Regions from separate parts of the Sus scrofa genome. Here region 1 is linked to region 2. A link is a contact called in public Hi-C data. All regions are on one chromosome and are shown on one strand. Each heading gives the region's core, a stretch centred on a gene start, on an enhancer-like site or on the middle of the called end of the contact. The rest is flanking DNA. Distances are from core to core; before and after follow the strand shown.

What was found. Hi-C and Micro-C count contacts between places; a contact is called where the count stands out from the background.
Region 1: a Hi-C map of adipose tissue shows a contact between it and region 2, with 3 times the contacts expected there. The contact joins two enhancer-like sites. A contact is called at or near these places in 15 of 47 Hi-C or Micro-C datasets (adipose tissue, alveolar macrophages, brain and 9 more) and 1 of 2 datasets of contacts at active chromatin or transcription factors (skeletal muscle).

The regions. Positions count from the first base shown.
Region 1 is chr9:125,778,753-125,784,545 of Sscrofa11.1, forward strand. All of the region lies in intron 3 of C9H1orf21, which reads left to right. Among named protein-coding and RNA genes, the nearest start is that of C9H1orf21, 170 kb to the left of the region's middle. Within about 2 kb of position 2,564, at least 3 of the 83 cell types and tissues checked have an H3K27ac peak or open chromatin away from gene starts, as enhancers often do. A contact at or near this core is called in adipose tissue, where this site is marked.
Region 2 is chr9:125,337,287-125,343,206 of Sscrofa11.1, forward strand. TSEN15 (tRNA-splicing endonuclease subunit Sen15) reads left to right here. Exons shown (of 9, transcript XR_002335966.1): 5 at 1,530-1,664; 6 at 5,864-5,920. Among named protein-coding and RNA genes, the nearest start is that of TSEN15, 39 kb to the left of the region's middle. Within about 2 kb of position 3,170, at least 5 of the 83 cell types and tissues checked have an H3K27ac peak or open chromatin away from gene starts, as enhancers often do. A contact at or near this core is called in adipose tissue, where this site is marked.

The DNA.
Region 1 (5,793 bases), core at 1,314-3,813, 440 kb after region 2:
TTTAAGAAAAAGGAAATAAAAGATATGTATAAAGGAAGTTATTGCAGGAGTTCCCATCATGGCGCAGTGGTTAACAAATCCGACTAGGACCATGAGGTTGCAAGTTCGATCCCTGGCCTTGCTCAGTGGATTAAGGATCTGGCGTTGCCATGAGCTGTGGTGTAGGTCGTATACTCGGCTCAGATCCTGCGTGGCTGTGGCTGTGGCTGTGGCCGGTGGCTGCAGCTCCAATTCAACCCTAGCCTGGGAACCTCCATATGCCTCGGGAAGCAGCCCTAGAAAAGGCAAAAAGACCAAAAAAAAAAAGGGAAGTTATTGCAGCATTACGTGTAATGGTGGAAATCTGGAAATAACCCACATCCTCGTATTAGCCTAAAGGTTATTAAATAGTTTATCTATATAATGAAATAGTGTAAACCTTTAAAAATCATTTGTTCACAAAATGTTTATTTACATAATTCCAGTATTGTAAATAAACAGCAGAGAAAGAGAGAAAGAAACAAAGAGTTGTGAAATCAGCAGAGAAAATATTCCAAACTGTTAATGGCACTTGGTAGGACAAATTATTCATTTCCTACAGTGAAAATATTACTTTGCTTATCGGAAAAACAGCAGCAACAACATGTTTGATGTTTGTATCAAAGGAAACTAGACATTTTAATCATGTAGCTTAGAAAAGGAACATACCTATTCAGGAGAGTCATTTCCATACATTCCTGGCGTATTGGTTTAAAAGGATTAAGTGAGCAAATCCATCTCTACAGGTCTTGATACATGCTCACCTCTCGTCTTAGGGACTCAGTAAATGTCCACTGTACATTCAGATCCTAAATCTCTGTTCGTACATGCGCAGAGGGCCCAAAGCCTGCTGAGTATGTCTACTCGATTCTTCATGCAGTTTGGATGCAGCTTTTCACAGGTACCAGGATGAAGGAAGACATATTTTATTATCTTAGGTTAGGAAAAAACATTTAGCTTTAAATTCTATTAATAAATCTAAGAGAAACAAACTAATTCCATTTTTTTCTAGTAATAATGTTAGGCTCAGCAGTTATTTCACAGTAGACTTTAAATATTTATTTTAAAAAAAAACTAGTTGAGAATTCACATAAATTATATCCTACTATTTATTCTTTAAAAAAGTCAATGCCTATTTACTGTTTGCCTAGCTGTAAAGGCATGATCTTATCTTCATAATCTTTTTTTTTTTTTTTTTTATGGCCACACCTATGGCATATGGAAATTCCTGGGCTGGAAATGGAATCTGAGCCACAGCTGCAGCCTGTGCCGCAGCTGTGGCAATGCCGGGATCAACCTCCTGCTTCCACAGCAACCTTGCAATCAGGTTCTTAACCCACTGTGCCACAGCAGAAACTCCTCATCTCCATAATCCTGTGGTTACAGCTTTTTACTCCCATTTTACAGAAACAGAGCCTTCAAAGTGAAGTAAATAGGGATGGCTTTGAACATGTTCATTCACCACCTATCATGCCTCATCCATTCATTCATTTCTTCACTTATTCAATGAGTAAAACACATCAGTTCGAAGAAGTACGTGTATAATGTAACAGAGATTTTTAAACTTTATGGTCCACTTCCTTTGTATCGTAATTTGTAAAAAAAAAAAATCTAAGTACAATAAAAATAGAAACAGTCCCTTAAAAATTCTTTGTAACTTAAATTGGTCTATAATAGGATTCTTTAAATTTTGATGGTTGGAAATGGAAACAGAAGTCGAAGTTCTCTTATTGTTTACCATGAAGTTCTAAAATGTACATGTGTGTACTTAACAACAATATAAACATTTATTTCGTATTTTATTTAATTTTATTGACGTAAAGTTGACTTACAATGTTGTCTTAATTTCAGGTGTACAGCACAGTGACTCAGTCATACATACACATATATCCATTCTTGTTTCCCTTTTAAGTTATTACAAACTATTAAGTAGATTTTCCTGTGCTATGCGCTAGGTTCTTGTTAATCATCTATTTTATACAGTAGTGTGTATATGTTATTTCCACCCTCCCAATTCTTCCCTCCCTCACAACGGTTTCACCTATAGTAGCCATAAGATTGGTTTTGAAATCTGTGAGTTTGTTTCTATTTTGTAAATAAAAAAACAACAGAAACATTTTCCTAATTCTGGAGACCTTGACCTCCCTGGCGGAATGGTGCTGAGTCTTTTCTGCTGATGGGGAAGTGAGCACACACACGCACTCACTCGCACATGCAAAGACATCTGTCATCTTCCCATCCCAGGGTTCCGGACCAGAGCTCCCTTGGGCGCCCAGTTCTTCTCAGGTTTTTGGTGAAGCCTCACCTTCTTCGGGAGGTGGGACTAGGGAGAGAGATTATTGTGGGGTGGGGGGTGAGAGGCTGGACTAAATCCTGAAGTTCTGAGTGAGGAAAAATTCATCACAGCTCCTCTCCAATACCAAGGCTTTAGCTAACAAGCCTCTGGCAGGAAAAATGATTTCCCTGGAGGTAGCTTGGTTCCTCCTGCAGGTTGTCCCTGTGTGGAACAGCCCACTGGTCCTCCAGGCCATCTGGATACAATGGACCCCTGAGGTGAACTCACTTTAGCCCCAGGCTAGGATGGCTGCTAGAGGAAGATAAAGCCTAGCTGCTTCCTTTCTGCTTTGTTTTGGAGTGTATTCTGGAAAGATACGTAAGAAATGGTCTCCTAATTAGTAATTGCTCACTCCGCACCCTCACTCCCCACCACACACACACACACACACACACACACACACACACACAAGCATCCACAGTGTTCACCACAGTATTTGTGCTCACAGTTTTATTTGCCTTGTTGGACCAATAAACCGAGGCAGGTAGGGCTGGATAAACCATGGAGCAGGTCCGCAGCAGTGGTAGGATTTGAGTCTCCTGACCTGAGAAAAGGAACGTGCAGGCTCTGCTGACACACATGACGATTTTCTGTGCACACTTCTTGCACGTGAACAAAGTGTATCCAGAAACCTGTTCTTGCCTCCAGAGCAGAGAGTCGCGGCGTGTCTGCTGGTAAAGGAGGCTTTGTTCTAAGAAGGTTGGTGTCTCTCCTGGATCCGGGCAGAGGAAAGGGGCAAGGGGCTTCTGCCACAGGCTAGGCCAGCACAAAGAAAGGGCATTGGGGGGACTGCCCACTGTTTAAAAAAAAAACAAAACCCGTAAAGGAAGGACCATTCCGCCATCACTGCTACTGTGACCACTGCTCACTATTTCTTCAGGTTTGTGTACCCATATAATGCTTTTAACCAGAAAGGCTGTTTGCAGTGTTTTGGTTTTGGGATTTTTTTTTTTTTGGTCTTTTTAGGGCCACATCTGTGGCATATGGAGGTTCCCAGGCTAGGGGTCGAATGGGAGCTGCAGCTGCCAGCCTGCACCACAGCCACAGCAATGCCAGATCCTCAACCCACTGAGCAAGCCAGGGATCGAACTCGAGTCCTCATGGATACTAGTCAGGTTCGTTAACCACTGAGCACGATGGGAACTCCTTTTTTTATTTTGGAACAATTCAGTGTGTTGAAGAAGATGAGGGAGAGGGAAATAGAACCAGCCTTAGAAATCCTGGAAGGGTGATGTCTGCATGGCCCAGGCCTTTCCTTTGGGGGAAAACCGTCTTCCACACTTTGTAAGCACGTGATCCTGACTGTTAAGGAGCGTGGCTATAATATTAGGAAGGGAGACAGGAACAGAAGACTGCCTTGGCTCGGAAAATCCATTTCTGTTTTTTGTCCAACTGTGTCCGTGTGATAAAAGTGGCCTGAGCATCACAGGACTCACTAACCTTTATGTCATTTCACCTCCCACTCAGTTTCCAAAAATGCTGGTGTTTTTCTCCTATCAGTTTTTATCTTGCTTCAAACAGCAAAGACATTAATGGCAGACATTACATTTACTTAGGCATTATGGCTGATTTTTTTGGCATGTCCTCTGCTCCCAACTTTGCACTGTCAAATTGCAATTCTTTTTTTTTTTTTTTCCTTGGTCTTTTTGTCCCTTTCCAGGGCCAAATCTGTGGCATATGGAGGTTCCCAGGCTAGGGGTCTAATCAGAGCTGTAGCCACCAGCCTACGGCACAGCCACAGCAATGCAGGATCTGAGCGCGGCTGCGTCTGCGACCTATACCACAGCTCATGGCAACACTGGATCCTTAACCCACTGAGCAAGGGCAGGGATGGGACCCGCAACCTCATGGTTCCTAGTTGGATTTGTTAACCACTGAGCCACGACGGGCACTCCCCAAATTGGAATTCTTAACGCTATGCCTTGGCCTCCTGACTCTCAAGAATATCAGCATGGGGGTCATGAATTGTTCCATTATTGTTCTTACAATGTTGAGTTAGCCTGAGAAGCCCCATTCAAAACATCATTCCTGGGAGTTCCCAGGTGGCACAGTAGGTTAAGGATCTGGCATTGTCACCACCATGGCTTAGGTTACAGCTGTTATATGGATCCCTGGCCCTGGAATTTTTGTATGCTGCAGGCACAGCCAAAACAAAAATCATTCCCATCCAATTTTAATTGCCACTTAGAAATTAATTTTGATGCTCATTGATTATATATTAGTTTGGAATTTTTTTTCATTTTTAAAAGTGTTATTGAAGTGTAGTTGATTTACAAGGTTGTGATAATTTCTGCTATGTTAACACAGTGATTCAGTTATTCATGCACGCATATCCATTCTCTTTCAGATTCTTTTCCCACATAGATTATCACAGAATACTGAGTAGAGTTCCCTGTGCTATATGGCAGGTCTCCATCAGTCCATATACCTTTGTGTGCCAATTCCAAACTTCACGCCCATCCCACTCCCACCCCCAGCCTGTCCCCTTTGGTAACCATCAGTTTGTTTACCAGACAAACATTTCTATTCTGTAAATAAGTTCATTTGTATCCTTTTTTCAGATTCCATATGTAAGTGATATCCTACGATGTTTGTCTCTCACTGTCTTACGAACTTCACTTAGTATGATAATTTCCAGTCCCATCCATGTTGCTGCAAATGGCATTATTTTGTTCTTTTTTGTGGCCAAGTAATATTCCATCGTATGTATGTACCACATATGGGATTTTTAAAAAATTGATTTAGTTTTAACTTAAAAATAACCACTTCCTGTAGCTCGACAGTACTACTGCAAGGTAACAGATGGCACCGTACATTTTTGTTAACACTGCTGTGACTTGGGTACAGCCATTCACTTGTTAAGTGGAGCATTCCAGGGGAACGTCACCAGCATGCAGTTGTCCTAAAAGGATATTGGGATAAACACCTGTTTTTAAAGTGAATTCAGGCATAGGTTTGTATACAACATCTAACACATGTCCTGCTTTATTTTACCCCCTGGTGTTTGGAATGTTAAGAGCTAAGGGCTGCTGGCTGCGGTGCCCTTGGCCAGCTCTCAGGTCATCCCAGCCCATTTCCAGGCTCCTCCTCTTTTCCTTCTCACTAATTCATCAGCAGCCATTCAAGTGGGTGTTTAGTATGCTGTTTTCAGCTTAGTTCTCTGTTTTCCCCTTCCGCTACCTTTTCACATCTTCCACAACACTCACCAATGAGAAACTTTGAGCATGCGTGTCAGAGAACATGCAATCTTTTTTTTTTTTCTTTTGTTTTTTTGAAACATGCAGTCTTTAATGTGTTCATCAGTAAATGATTTCCCTGGCCGTGATCTGTGCGAGTGATGGCTGCTTATTTCACTTGGGCTTTCCGCACATTTGATCTTGACAAGGTGATAAGTTGTGCATTCTTCCTAGGGTAGTTGCTGGGTTTTTTTTTTTTTAACA
Region 2 (5,920 bases), core at 1,920-4,419:
TTTTTGGGTGTATGATAGCCTAAATTATAAACCACTTAAAAGTTTAAGTCAAGGGTCAGCAAACTTTTTCTGGAAAGGACCAGAAAGTTTTTTCAGGCCATATAGGCTTTCTCACAACTTCTTAACTCTTCTCAACTCTGCTCTTTGTAGAACAGAAATAACCACAGACAGTATGTAAATGCATGGATATGGGTATTCCAGTAAAATTTTATTTGCAAATGCAGGGCCATAGTTTGTCAACCCCTGGTCTGGGGAAATAGTCAATAAGAATATATAGCGAATGAATGTTACGTTATATACCCATTAAAAATTAGTAATGAGTATAGTAAAAAAAACATGAGAAAATACTTATTTAAAAAAAAAACTCCAAGATAAAAAACGAATGAATGGGTATGATCCTGACTGTACATAATACACCAAGTATATAATAAAAAGATGACAAAATAAAGGAACTGTGGTTATAATAGGATGGCAGGGCAGTAAATGGATGACTTTGTTTTTCTTGAATATCTCAGTTTTTCTTTATTTGTATTACTTTTATAATAAAAATGTTTTAAAATTAAAAAGGTATCCTGAGGTCTATGTTAGTTACCTATTGTTGCCTACTAATGTTAATACAAACTTAGCAGCTTACAATAGCACACATTTTATATCTCAAAGGTGGGTCCTTTGTAAGGCTGCAGCCAAGGTGTTGGCCAGGGCTATAGTCTCACCTGAGGCTTCCGTGGGGAAAGGTCTGCTTCCTCACTCGTGTGGATAGCAGCTTTCTGTTCTCTGTGGGCCCTTGGGCTGAGAGCCTCGTTTAGTGGGCTGTTGTCAAGAAACCACCCCTTTTTTGCCGTTTAGGCCTCGCCAGCACAACGGCTGTCAGCTCAGTGCCAGGAGGGAGAGAGCCTCAATAAGACGGACCTCATCATTGTGTGTAATGTAATCATGTGCATCCTTTCACCTTTACCATATTCTGTTGGTTAGCAGCAAGTCATGGCTAATAATTACTCTAGAAAACAATAATAACAAGAACAGAAACGTGGCCAAAAGTAGGCAAATCAAAAAATGGTATAAAGCATTATTCTTGGTCTGTAGTATCTCCTGACCCCTTTCCTTTGATATTTGAATTTCACTTTTCTTTGTGATGGAGGGTCTTGGCAACTCCTTCAGACTCCCTCTCATTCCCTAGAAAGCTTAAAGTTGCACCAAGTCAGAACCATATGTGTTTCTGTGTCCCCACTGGATAAATTGCAAATATAAGGATCCTATAATAATTTATGACCAATTCTTAGCATCTTTGCCATTTGATTCCTTTTGAGGCTTTTCGTTACAGTCCTTAGAAAAATCGTCTGCATTTTCAGGAAGACGCGTAAGGCTTAATGAATGTTAGGTTTGTGCTTCAGATCTGGTGACCAGGGGGCCCCATGTAACTACAAGACCAGAAGTGTCTTGGGGCTGACTGTGAAAGGAGCTTTCTCACAGAAATCTTTAAACTAGCTCTCAGACTCACTGTGTGTCCTGGGATGTTTACTCTTTTTCAGAATGTTCCCTGTGTACTTGATCAAAGTTGTTCTGTCCAAGGCCAGCCCGAGATCTGCTAATGTGAATAATGGTCCATGACAGTTTGGAAATGGAGACAACCCAGCTCCGTTGGTCTCATTTTAGTGAAAAACTAGGTAAAGTGATTTCTTTTATGGGGTCCAATAACTTTGTAATTGTATTTACATTTGTCTCTCTTATTAGACTATGGGCTCCTTAGGAACAGGACAAGGAACTGTATCTTTTTAAAAGAATTTTTTTATTGAAGTATAGTTTACTTGTAAAATTATATTGATTTTAGATATACAACAAAGTATTCAATATTTTTATAGGTTATACTCCATTTAAAGTTGTTATAGCATAATGGGTATAGTTCCCTGTGCTGTACAATATATCCTTTTTTTTTTTTTTTTTTTTTGGTCTTTTTGCCTTTTCTAGGGCTGCACCCATGGCATATGGAGGTTCCCAGGCTAGGGGTTGAATCGGAGCTGTAGCCACCAGCTTATACCAGAGTACAGCAACGCAGGATCTGAGCCTTGTCTGCAACCTACACCACAGCTCACGACAACGCCAGATCCTTAACCCACTGAGCGAGGCCAGGGATAGAACCTGCAACCTCATGGTTCCTAGTCGGATTTGTTAACCGCTGAGCTATGACAGGAACTCCTGTACAATATATCCTTGCTGCTTATTTATTTCACACATGGTGGTTTGTATCTGTTAATCTCCTACCCCTGTCCTGCCCTTGCCTCAGTCCCACTCCCTGTTGGTAACCCCTAGTTTATTCTCTGAATCTTTAAGTCTTACGTTTGTGTATCCCACCACCTTCCCCAAACTGGCCTATACTAAGCTCTCAATAAGTATTTGGTGAATGAACGAATGCTGATTGTACGCTCATTTAATTGTGTAGGGGTTTACTTTTTGCCTCAAGGCACACTAAGATTTGGACAGCAGAGGGCACTGCTAAATAAGCACAGCATTTTCAGACTTGAGGAAAGAATTAACTTGAGATGTGGTGCTCTTGAAAATTTATTTTCAGTCTGTGGGGAATCACATAAATAAAAATATAAATAAGTTTTTTGTGCTCACACCCCCTTTTTCTTTCTGACATGCCTCTAAAATTACACTCTCTACTGACATTAAATATGTGAATTGATTCATGCTTTGCTCAGAATAGAGATCTATATTTAAAAACAAAAACTTGTTTGGGGCATGGGTGGGTGGGTGGGTGGTTTTTTTTTTTTCAAGATTATGGTTTTGTTCATATCCATATGCCATGATGCACTTCATTTTTTCCTTGCAAAATCCTAATATATAAATACAATTTCGAGATCAGATCACATAGCAAGAGACCCCAGCTTTGAATCACTCAGTAAACTGGCTGAATACCAGTGGCCAGAGACACAAATGCTACTGTTACACCTATAAACTTTTTCATTAAAGGGAAGCCTTCTCTATATGGAGCAGGGTGGGGAAAGAGCATGCACATCGTGCTGTCTTCATTTTGTATTCCGGAGGCCCTCGTCCATGCCCGCCCCAGCAGGGACGGCTCAGTGGAACACTAGGCCTCTAGGCCCAGTGACTCCAGACTGACTGACTTTGCGCCTGGCCTCGGTGTCCCCACTAGAACGTGCCCCTAAACACCGCAGATCCCTCCCCGAGAACCTGAGGGCGGAGGCACCTGGGAATTCAGAGCTACAGCTAGAATAGAACAGTATCTACAAAGCTCCTATAATCTGCACTTTAAAAACAATGGAAACAGTTCACACGTTTATACGCCTGGAACCAAATGACCTAACCAAAACATCATGGTACTTCGGGTACTTCATCTTCTCTTTCTGAGCATTTGAGTTGTGAATTCCTCTCTGAGGTCACTTTTTCCTTTGCAGAGCTAGTAGGAGGGCTTTCGCTGCTGCGGCACAGTGGTTCCTGCCAAAGTTTATAGTTCTTGTAGACAGAAGCTCTTTATTCATCTGCCGCATTTTACCTTGACTGTTTACATGCGCAGAATCATGGCATATTCTCTGCACAAGAAGTACCATTTTCCCTCCTTTCAGACCCAGAGCTGTCCTGTTCCTTACCACCCCCACTCCTGCAGCCTAAGCCTCTTAATGATCTTTTTTTTTTTTTTTTTTTTGTCTTTTTAGGGCAGCACCCGCAGCATATGAAGGTTCCCAGGCTAGGGGTCTAATCAGAGCTGTTGCCACTGGCCTACACTACAGCCACAGCCACGCTAGATTTGGGCCAGGTGCTTAACCCACTGAGCGAGGCCAGGGATCGAACCCGCAACCTCATGGTTCCTAGTCGGATTCGTTTCCGCTGCGCCACCATGGGAACTCCTTTGTTTTTGTTTGTTTGTTTGTTAATGATTTTTGAATAAGAACTGTTTGGGCTTGTTAGGAAAGAGGATGGGAAAATCTCATGACTTATTGGGTGGGTCTGCTTTTGAAATGTTTAGATGGTTCTGGAAGATTAAAAAACTGTTTAAAATCAAAGATTTTTTTTTTAGATTTCATTGTACTGAATGGGGGTCATATTAAGGAAGTATTTAATTAGAATCCATTCATTTATTAACACATTATTTATCTTTAGACATTAATTGGACTTCTCTGTGCTTAGATGATGTTGTAAACGCCAGGGTTACAGAGATTAATGAGATATGACCTGTTCCTTCAAGGAGTTCAGATAGCCAGAGCTCTAAAAAAGAGCATTACCATTGTGAGTGAGGAATACCTGTCAGGCAGCGTGTGAAATTTATGCAGTTTCCTTAATGGTGAAGGGGTTTAGCAACGTCTGGTAAATTAAACAATTTTCAAACAATCGTTGTATGTATGTTATTTGTCCCAAAGCCCTGAACATTGGACAGGTATGGAGAAATATTACACCATGCACCTTGCCAAGGCTTATTGTTAGGTTCGAAAGGAGAAAATCCGTGTGTTCAAGATAACTGGAGAGTATTACAAGGCAGCGGAACATATAAATGCTAAATGCTAATGATAATGTAGCACTTTATTCTCTCTCAAGTGCTTCAGTACTCTTTGATTTGCACAACAGAACTGATATTATTTATTTACTATTAATTTACTACCCTTGTTTAATAGATGGAGCAATTAGGGGACTGAGTGGTTGAGCAGCAGCTTCAGGTGGTAGCAAGTGAGTGGGCAATGACGACTAGAACGAGGTCTCTTAACATCTAGGCCCCTGTTCTTTTCAGAATCTTGTGTGGTGCAGAGAAATATATTAATGTGTGTCAAAGAGGCTTTGGGAAGAAAAAGAGTCGCTTAGTCCTGGAGGGAGTTAGAAAGTGATTTAGAGATCAGTTATATTATCCTCTTGTACTCTTGAACAAGTGTATCAAAATGTCATGCTGTGTGTGGATAATTTGGAAAATCATTTTCATAGGCAATATATTTATAAAGTTTTCTTCCAAAGAATAAATACATCCATGTCCATGCTCTTTATGTAGGCAAACCTAAGACAATATTTAATATTAAATGAGAAAGAGCTCAGAAAGGTGCTTTGTTTGTTAGAACTAAATTCTGTGCTGGTACAAAGAGAAGACTCAGGGAACGTTCAAATGATGACTTCACTATCAGTGAGGAAGGGTCTTAATCCCTAAATATCCCATGGATCTGCTTGCTATTGCTTGAAATCCTACCGTCATTCTATTTCTTTTATTTTCTTTTTGGTTTTTAGGCCCACATCTGTAGCATGTGGAAGTTCCCAGGCTTGGGATCGAATTGGAGCCACAGCTGCCTGCCTACGCCACAGCCTCAGCAACTTGAGATCCGAGCCGAGTCTGCAACTTACACCATAACCCATGGCAACACCATTTCCTTAACCCCTTGAGCAAGGCCAGGGATTGAACCCACATCCTCATGGGTACTAGTCGGGCTCATTACCACTGAGCCACAATGGGAACTTCTCATGGTTCTGTTTCTTTTTGTTGTTGTTATTTTAATTTTTTTATTTATTTTTTAATGATTTTTATTTTTTCCTTCATAGCTGGTTTACAGTGTTCTGTCAATTTTCTACTGTGTAGCAAGGTGACCCAGTCACACATACATATATATGTTCTTTTTCTCACATTATCATGCTCCATTGTAAGTGACTAGCTATAGTTCCCAGTGCTGTTTCTTAACCCTGAAGCTTTGATCCTGTTTAATTTGGCAAGCATTTTTGCAGGACAGCTTGGGCAAGAAGGCCCAATGCCATGATCTGGGGTTACTCTATACCCAAATATTTATTTATTAGCCCCAACAGATAAAGTTAATCAGTTAAATTGTTATATGAATTTCTAAATGTTTATTCTCAATTTCTGTACTTCTCATTCCAGACCAGCAATCCTTTGTGAATTGACACTGTGTACAGACCACACTTTGAGTAGCGTGTG